2 separate regions of the Mus musculus genome follow, and region 1 is linked to region 2. The links are chromatin contacts, called in public HiChIP or PLAC-seq maps. All regions are on one chromosome and are shown on one strand. Each heading gives the region's core, a stretch centred on a gene start, on an enhancer-like site or on the middle of the called end of the contact. The rest is flanking DNA. Distances are from core to core; before and after follow the strand shown.

Region 1 (4,614 bases), core at 1,840-4,339, 520 kb before region 2:
GTGGAGCCCTGGGCTGTGGGCCTACACATGTAAAGAGCCACCTACAGGGAAGGCTGAGGCTCTAGAGTAAGACAGAGATGGAAGGATGGGGTGGAGAAAGGGAAGAAAAGACAGCCAGGTGTGGTCACGAAGGTAGAGGCAAGAGGCTCAGAAGTTCAAGGGCAGCCTCAGCTATTTATTTGGTGAATTTGAGGTAGCCAATCTAAGCTACCTCAGACCCTGTCTCAAAAGGAATAAAAAAGCAAAAGAAGCCTGGTGGCTTCAAACACGTATAGGCCAACCTGCCTCTGCCTTTCAAGTGCTGGGGTTAAATGCACACACCGCATCATGCCTAGCTGTTTTTGAGATGGTTTGTCGATCCCCCTGCCTCAGTGCTAGGATTACAAATATGACCACACCGACTTGAAGGAACTAATAGGCCCTAAAGTTGAATCCTTCAGGCCCTGTAGCATTGGAGCATGAGGTGTGCAATGCCTCGGGCTCTCTTTTCTCTTTCCTGGGGATTATTGATCAAAACTGGGAGTGCAAAGTGTTTTAAGAGATGGGCTGGCCTGCTTCATCAGCGTCCTGTGCCTGAGTGTATAGCTACATACAGCACCGGGAGCCCCAACCCAAGAGTGGGAATTGAGCCGGGAGGGACCGAGGCCTCCAACGATATGTGCCAGGCCAGACTGGGAACTGGAGAAGGTTCTAGGCATGAGTGGAGATGACACCGTTGTAAGTTGAGTCCTAGCTTGCAGGCCAGAAAGAAGGCAGGCCCAGCTCTGCAGGTGGGGTATGGGGGAAGAGGTGGATCGGGAATGAAATTGTCAGAGGGAGCGATGGTGTCCTTGGCTTGGGCTGTGGGTCTGCAGATCTTTGGATGGTGCATCAGCGCAGGGGAGGATGGCTGTACCCTGGAAAAGGGCACTCTGAATGCTAGTGCTGAGTGGCTGGATGTGAGCCCGGGACTTAACTGGGCACTGAGCTGTGGAAGGAGGCCGACAGGAAGCAATGGCATCCTTCCACCAGCAGAGGGCAGTGTTGTGTCTCAGCAGAGACACAATCCAGCCTTCCTGAGATAATCCTGCCTGGAAACAAAAGTTTCCCAGCCTCCATCCTACCGCAGAGCCTGCAGCTTTTCTCCCAGGTCCTAGTGTTACGCTGTCAAGCAGGCTCTGTGGGCCTCGGAGGGAAACATGGCTCCTGGAACGGTATGCTGCAATCGCAGGTATCCAAGGGGCTGCTCCACACGGCCCTTCCTGCTAGACGGACACCGTAGCTACTACTTAGCTGTTTTTAGGCATCTCTGAGCTACTTTAATTTTGCTTGTTTGGGATCTTCTCCCTCCCTCCCTCCCTTAGAGGCAGGGACTCCTATACTGCCTCAGCCTTCTGGAAGCAGAGCTGGATGCATGGGAACCCTCACAATAATGGGAGTCACACCGCCAGGCTGATGTTGGCCTGTTGGCTCAGGGCCAAGCACACCGCTGCACTTAGCAACACTGACTGGATCCCATCTGCAGACACACTCTACTGTCTTTCTCACTCCACTCTAGAGGGAGCGCGCACGGTGTCCATCTTCGCTGTGATCCCTGTGATGAGCAGCAAGGCCCACAGTACCCAGGCTTCCCTGTGCTCAGAAACACGTGTGTAATCATGCGCAGAGATATATATATATTTTTGGTGGCGTTGAACCCAGGGCTTCTTGATGCCTGGCAATTTACCTACTTCATGTTCCCCAAAACGACTTCATGACTTTGGGGGTAGGATGTCAGTGCTGGGAGCAGACCCAACGTCAGTGCTCCACTGCTGAGTGAAGTCTAACACCGCCTCCCGCCGAACACCACCTCCCCCCCCCCCCCACCTCACCGCATCCCCATTAGTTCTGTGTTACCCTGACTGGTTCTGAGCCAAGATGACTCCTGAGTTCAGCAAATCCTGTCTCCATCCCTAAAGTACCAAAGTATTGGTACCGCAAGGGCTAGGTATGATTGATTACCCATTTGTGTCAATCACTTGGGAGAGGGGTGGGGGCAAGTCTTTCTTCTATGTATCCTAGACTAGATTTACGGTTGCCATCCGCCTCCCTCGACTTCTGGCTAGCTGGAATGGCAGCCCTGCAATGCTGTGTCTAGTTTCCTCCTCCTCCTCCTTTATTGGAAGGAGAGCTGCTTTTCTTGTTCCTGGGACTATCTTTGAGCACTACACAGAATATGGAGCCTACCCCGATCCTGGGGTCCCTGCAGTAGGACCCTGTTTGTCTTTGGCCTGGGTTCTCAGTATGGGCTTTGAAGACATTGCAAAGCCTGCAGGGCGAGGCAGGAGCTGACACACCCGCCTCTTCTATAGAAAGGTTCCAGAGGCAGCTGGACAGGACTAGGAGCACACGCCAGCAACAAGTGAAGAAGGGACATACGTGCACAGAGCATGCTGGTCTAGCAGGCCTCAGAGCAGAACTTGGGGGCTCGGAGGCCAGAAAGCGGGAAGCCCCGACCAGATCTGCTCCCTGACAGCTGATAAAATTTAATCCTGAACTTGCTGGGCTTCCTTGGTGCTTTGCTAGGATTATCTAGGTTGTGGAGTCGCGCCGGGAGGTGGCGGTGTGGTCACGCGCACGGGTCTGGCCGCGTCCAAGTTCAAGCTCTGGGTGGGGAGCTAGCTTCCCGTCGCCGTTTCGTTAATAACTTAAAGAGCCAGGCCGAGGTGCAGGGGCGGGTGCGTGGCGGGACGCGGCCGAGGCTCTGCCACTCGGCGCGGGAGGACTCCGACTCTGGTCGCAGTGCCGGGCTGGCCGCGCCCGGAAACCAGACGTCGCCTCGCTCGGCCGCAGGGAAGGTCTCGGCTCGCGTGCCCTGGGTCGCTTCTGGGGTCCCTCATTCAGGGCAAGCACGCGGGGGGCCGCCACAGCGAGTCCCCCCCCCCCCATCCCGCCGGCGCGCGCCGCCTCCAGCCTCCTCCCCTGCCCCCCTCTCTCCCTGCCACCTTCCCTCCTCCCCGCCTCCTCCCTCCCCGCTGTCCCCTCCTTCCCTCCCTCCCCGCCGTCCCCTCCCTCGTCGTCCCTCTCGCCCCTCCTCCTCCCCTCCCTCCTCCCGCTCCCCTCCCCCTCCGCTCCCGCCGCCTCCGCCCGCCGCCCCGGCCGCGTCGGGTAAACCTGTTCTGCGAGGCGGCCGCGCCGGGGCGGATCGAGCGGCCGGCGGCTCCTCGCGGCTCGCGGCGTCGGGGCCCGTGGAGCGCGCGGCCGGCCCTCGGCCGCGGCCCTCGGCAACGCCACCATGTACTCGGGAGCCGGCCCCGGTGAGTCCGCGCGGCGCCCGGCACTCGTGCCGCGGCGGTTGGCGGTTGGCGGGCGGGGCAGGCGAGGGCGGCGGGGCCTGTGGGGCCGCGGCGTAGCCTCGGGGCGGCCGGGCAGGGCCTCGGGGCCGGGAGGCCCAGTGCACCCGAGCAGCGCCACCGGGACGTGTGCGGGGGCCCAGGCTCGGCCTGCAACGGGTCTCCGTCCTCCCGCAGCGCTCCTCCCGCCGTTCCCGAGCGCATAGCTGTGGGGCCCAGCACGGCGGGCCTGGGGCGGGGAGCTGGACGGGTCGGGAACCGAACCACGGGGCCCCGGGACCGCGATCGGTCGCTTGGACGCAGTTTCACGCCGGGCAGCCGCCCTCCCCATTCAAGTGCTAATCGCCCTGCGATTTCCTAGCGGAGCGGGTGGCCGCCGTGGCACCCCTTTCCCACCAGCGTGCCCGTTTCTCTGGAAAAGTTCCAGAAAACTTAAAAACACGGACGCATTTCCCCACCCCGCTCCTGGAGCCGAGCGGAGGGCGGTTTACTCGCGGGGTTGAGAAAACAAGTGTTGGGGAGGCTTTTTCGCCTTCTCCCGCCAGGCACGTGGCTCCATTTCCCGGCTGCCCCGCCGCTTGCTCGGGCTCAGCCTGCACCCCTTTGTCCGCCAGGCTGTACTTGGCGCCCGCGGGCCCTCCCTGCTGCCCACCTGACCTAGTGGTTCGGCCCTGGGGCCTCCCCAGACTTCTTCACTGTGGGGTCTGGAAGCCTCCCAGATCCTCCCGGGTTCCCTATGGTGCCTGCTCCGGAGCCTAGTGCGCCTCCGCTCCTGATGTCACAGGGCTCCTCGAATGCCCACTGACCAACTTGTAAATGCGTTAAAAGGCTTCCCAACGATTTGAAGACCCTTTTAACCTTGCGCTTGGGAGGTGCCCGGGTCCTAGGGACAGATGTTGGGGCCTGGAGGTCCCTGCGAAATGGCCAGCGGCAGCCTCCTGCCAGATTGGGAACCCCCCCCCCACCCCCACCCCCCAGCTCAGCGCTGTGGAGGAACCCAGCAAATCTTAGCTCCAAATTTGTACGTTTTCCCAATGTGTCAATTTCTAGTGACTTCCTCGGGGACGAGGCCAGGCTTTCGTCAATTTCGCGTGTTGATTGATCCCTTCAGCTTGCCACAGTGGGTCTTTCTTGAAGACGCTGGACAGTGGAGGCTCAGAGAGGTTTAACATCCGGGAGCCAGCAAGCATTAGGGCAACCTGTTTGAGCACTCCCCTCTAGAAGTGGTTCCCAGTCCCTTTGACCTTGACCCGCTGTTGGAAGTACTGGTTTGGTGTGGATTAGACCAGTGAGCTCTTTGCTA
Region 2 (4,782 bases), core at 1,522-4,021:
TCCTTCACAATCTAGGCATGGTGACACACAACTGTCATCCTGGAAACTGGGAGACTGAGACAGAAGGATTGCAAGCTCAAAGCCAGCCTGGGTTAAAGAAATAGCTCTTCCTGCGTGTCTCTGCCTGCCTCACTTAGCCCAGAGATCCAGTACCGCTGCAGGGTCTCCTCGGTGTGGCATGCTTCACATGGTAGCTCAGCTGTTCATGTGAGCATCTATGTCCAAACAAGGATGCAGGATGTTAAGACCTTGGACTTTATCAGTTGGATGACTCAGATCAGCTGTGTCCCCCCCCCCCCCTCCTGTTTTGCCACGCAGGGAGGCTGTCGGGGCTGAATTACAGAGAGCAATAAGAGCCAGGAAATAGTGGTAGGATATGAATTCAGTTGTGGCTCTCTAGGTTGTGAGCAAAGCTGGTTTGTATTTCCCTGACCCTACACCGATTGAAACCCTGAGAACAAGTGAACCAGGGGGAGACAGGGTTCTGTGAGGGATATGGTTTTCTGACCACATCTCAGCTAGCGGTCATAAAAAACCAAGGCTCAGAGCCTCATGGGAAGAGCTCGGGAAAATGCTACATGTGGAGCTGGCGCCCCAAGGGTTCCTACATCCCACTGTTGCACTCACGAAAGTGGACTTGCTTCCAACCACAGGTTTAGAGAAGTCAGATGGCTCACCCACGGCCACCCCTTTCCTAGAGCTAGCCAAAGACTGGCTCATAGCCTTGCACCTTGGTTCCTTTAGACTCATGAGGAGCTCTCTTACCCTCACCTCAGAGGACTGTCCCTGGTGGCTAGAGGTGCTCGCTGGGCTCAAGTGCACTTCAGGGGTCAGGAAAGCACTGACCAGCACCAAGTGCCCAAGCTTAGAGGACATCAGCTCTGCCTTCGCTTTATGATACAACTGCTTCCCCAGAAATTCTAGGTTTCTAGTACTGCCTCTGGATGCATAGAATTGAAAAGCAGTCCTGCTAGATGGGCAGAAATTGATACAAGAGTCCTTTAGCAAAAGGCAGGATGGCTGTGAGGATCTAGGCACTCCCATGTTTCCTCTGTTGCCCAAGGATAAATAATAGCTAGGAGTCCCTGGCTAAGGCCAAAGCAAGTCAGGGCCACTGTCACTTCAGACCTTGGAGTTCTTCGGCTTCATAACCGAAGGGTCCTTAGCCCATCCGTCATCTTCAAACAACACAACACCCTGGCTCTAGCAGCTCACAGTATCATGTCTTCATGGCTTGCCTAGCCCTAATCATCCTGACCTTTCCTTAAGATCACAGTACACATTCCTTCTAAACTACATTGCTGGCATGCACCCTAAAATCCTTCAGTGTCCCATGTTCCAATATCAGAATCTAAAGGACTCAACACCCCAACACACCTCATGACCAAGATTCTCCCCTCATACCCATGTGGGTCCATGCCCTCCACCACCTCTTCCTACCCTGTGTTCGCTAGCTGATCTACACCTTGGAGTCTTAGCTGCACAACTGTCCTCTAGGGAGGCCTTACCCTGCCACCATGCCAGGTACTTGCATCTGTCTCTCCCTGTCCTCTTGCTTAGCGCTTGCTTTGTGACACACTTAAATGCGTTTTATTTCCAGTCAGACTCCAAACTCTGTCATTGGTCATGGTTCCTGCAGGAACCCCTAACCCCACCAAGCCAAGCTTTGCAAAGAAAGACAGGACTGCAGGGAAGGCGGGAAGCTTTGGGATGTGTGGAGCAGGGCAGATGCTATCAGAGGACCTTCCTGCTGGGTGTCATTTTCATTAGCTACTAAAGCTGTGGGGAAGAGATCTGAGTGCCTAAGGCCTGCCCACAGGAGCTTGTCTGTGTCCTCCTGTGGGCCAGCAGGACTACATGATGACAGACATATCAAGGTTATCTAGGAGGTCTTTCCAGCCTTGAGAGAGAGGATTCACCTCATGGAACATTATTTGCCCCGTCAAAGATATTTTTTTATGGCTATTTCTGACAGATGGTTCCTCTGAATGGAGCTTGGTGACCAGGGGTTGCCCAGAGGCTCTGACTCGAGTTTTCTTCCTCTTGTTCTTTTCTTCTCCAGCTTGCACCTTAGAGATCAAGAGGCTTTCCTCAGCAGTAGATAGATTGTAGCAGGGGGGGGGGGGGGTCTGGGCTCTGCCATCATGTGGTAAAACCCACCTGAGAGTTGGGGGTGGGTGGGGAGGAAGCTGGGGGAAGAAGTGTTTGGGTGGCTTCTCCTCCATAAGAGATGTAGCCTCCGTCAGTGGGAGCATCTACCCACCAGTCTACCCACCAATGTCAGGTATTTTCAAAGGATGAGTCAGCCTGCAGCAGTCTCTTGTTTAAATTGTTATCTCTGCTGGTATGCTCTCTCTGTCTTTGTCTGATCACTCCGGAGACACACCCAGTCTCAGACACTCATTCTTTTATTCATTGGGTGAGCACTGAGCATACACGCTTGGTGCTGGGCACACTATGAGGTTATGAAGCTTAATGTTCTGCTGTCATTGAGAACAACGTCTCAAATGGGACATCTAGCTGGGCAGTATTCCTGTCAGGGTAGACAGAGGGTCCCTTGAGACCAGGGGTGCGTGTGGCTTTTAACAAGTGAAGTCCATGGAGAGCAAAGAGCCAGACAGGGCCCCAGTTCAGTAGCCCAGCCCCCACCCGGGAGGAGGGCTATGGCTCTGGTGCTACAGAAACTTTGTAGGGAGTAAGAAAGCCCAGAATGGAGCCACAGATGTGACTCATTCTTACAGTGACATCAGCCAGGTCTGCAGCAAACCTCTTCTGTGTTCAGGGAACAAGGAGGGAAGGCAGAGGTGCCTCAGGGTAGCAAACACTGATACAAAGGACACACGGGTGTGGTATTACCCAGAGTCAGTGAACCATGGAAGGTAAAAGCCAGTGGCCTTCTAGCCTTTGGGCTGCATGCTTTCAGACAATTTTTATGTTGTCCCCACCACACCTCATTTTCTCAGGCTGTGAACGTCTAAGAAATGAGCTGCTGACATTCTTCTGTGGAACGGGAGCCGATGGATGTTAGTTCCCAAGAGCACAGTGAATTGCACTTCACCGAAGATGGGGATAGCTGGGCTCCCCCCACCCCCTCAGAAGGAAAGGAAATGGCTACCAGACTCTGTCCCACCTAGAAGAGTCTCTGAGGCTAGAGACATCCGTCTAGGAACCAGGGACGATCTGGAGACCTGGAGCCATCTCATGTGCCTAAAGGCATGGCCAGAGGTATCACCAGGAGAACATTTGTTGTGCAATAGCCTAATGGATATTGGTTATTATTCATTAGGTGTTTGACTGTCACCCAATGTATTTGCAGCAACAGAGTAGCGCTGAATATATTCTCAGTGGCAGACATGACAGCATGAAAGACATGCTCCCTAAGAAAGCTCTCTGGTGGCTCCACTGAGGGACAGAAGTGAGCTGCTGTCATGGACTCTGAAGGAAGAGTCATGATGAGAAGGTAGGGACAGGAAGGAACGATCCAGAGTCCTCCTCAGCATCTGGGTTGGGTCCCTAAAATGTCAGGTATGTGTGGGAAAGCATCAGGGGACAGCCAAGTGGACGTGCTGTAGATGCCAGGATGCTTCCAGAGACAGGTGTTCTCTAGACTAGGCCAACTCCCTGGACTGTGGGAGCCAGGTGGCGAGTCGGTGGAGCAGAAGACCATGCAGCTGAGAAAAGGACATATTCTGGATTATTTCCCATGGGGCGAGCATCCTCACTGGCAAAACCCCCACTGCTCAGGTTTGTCCCTGGATAGCTAGGGAGCCTAGCTTAGGCTTGGGCAAATGTCCTTGCAAAGATAGGAAGCCTTAGGAGAAATAAGGTGGTTATTCAGGTGGCTAAGATCCCCCATTCCCACCATCGCCAAGCGGCCGTGCACCCAGAGGCACCCAGAGGACAAGCAATGCACTTGTCCTGCTAGTATAGACGCTACATGTGTACATCACACTGGCCATAAAGTCTGTACTTGGGCCATCGGCGCTGTATAGGCCTTTCTGCTAGGCTGAGGGAGTAAATCTGAGGCTTAAGGTTCACAGTCCTTCTGTCACCTGCTCTCTGGTCCCCACACTGACACCATGCTAGTGGAGATGAAGGCCTCAAAGGCTTGACTCCTGGGTCCCTCCTCAGGATCTCTCAGTCAAGAGGTATTTGAACCCAGGTGTGTGTGTGTGTGTGTGTGTGTGTGTGTGTGTGTGTGCGTGTGTGTGTATAGCCACTCTTTTCACTCCTTTCTGACCCCTTGGGGGATAGATGGTGGCTCAGTTTGAATAGTTTTCACCAGTACCATGAACATTTTTTAAAAGCGTGATTTTCTTCAGTGTATGAAGTACAGTATCTCTAACTGGGAGCAGCCTCCTGAAAGAGTGCGTCTCTTTTTCTCATCACAAACGACATGTAAGCTAAGATTTCTCAGAGCCTTAGTCTCTCTGCCCATGGGGATTCAAGAACATGCTGCAGACAACTTTTGGGGAGCAAATCCTGTTTTCTCTTCTTTGTTGGGAATCCAAGTGAGACACCAGCTATCTGTTCACCTTAGTTGTGCACACCTACACATCTGTATACCATGGCAGACAGCTGGGAAAAACACAGGGACAGAAAGGAGCTACACAGGCCTGAGCCAGGCCTTGGCCACAGCATCCTTAAACGTGGCCTCAGCAGGCTGTCACTCTTCTGCTGGCTTCCTCCTGCATACCTACGTGGCCTCTGGCAGGGCAAGGCTTGGGGGACAAGTAGTTAAGGCAAGAACATGGAGCCCTGCATGGATACAGAGATGAGCAT

Evidence for each region. HiChIP or PLAC-seq counts read pairs in DNA pulled down with a chosen protein or histone mark.
Region 1: a contact with region 2 is called in an H3K27ac HiChIP or PLAC-seq map of extraembryonic endoderm stem cells, with 5 times the contacts expected there. The contact joins the promoter of Ago2 here to the enhancer-like site in region 2. A contact is called at or near these places in 7 of 39 promoter capture datasets (the 3T3-L1 cell line, the HPC-7 cell line, embryonic stem cells and 4 more), 1 of 484 Hi-C or Micro-C datasets (embryonic stem cells) and 7 of 115 datasets of contacts at active chromatin or transcription factors (the 230-238 cell line, embryonic hindbrain, embryonic stem cells and 3 more).

The regions. Positions count from the first base shown.
Region 1 is chr15:73,183,422-73,188,035 of GRCm38.p6, reverse strand. Ago2 (argonaute RISC catalytic subunit 2) reads left to right here and starts at 3,089. Exons shown (of 19, transcript NM_153178.4): 1 at 3,089-3,275. The coding sequence starts at 3,254.
Region 2 is chr15:72,658,215-72,662,996 of GRCm38.p6, reverse strand. The region is part of intron 20 of Trappc9 (trafficking protein particle complex 9); the gene reads left to right. Among named protein-coding and RNA genes, the nearest start is that of Kcnk9, 110 kb to the right of the region's middle. Within about 2 kb of position 2,771, at least 33 of the 459 cell types and tissues checked have an H3K27ac peak or open chromatin away from gene starts, as enhancers often do. A contact at or near this core is called in extraembryonic endoderm stem cells, pancreatic cancer cells and trophoblast stem cells, where this site is marked.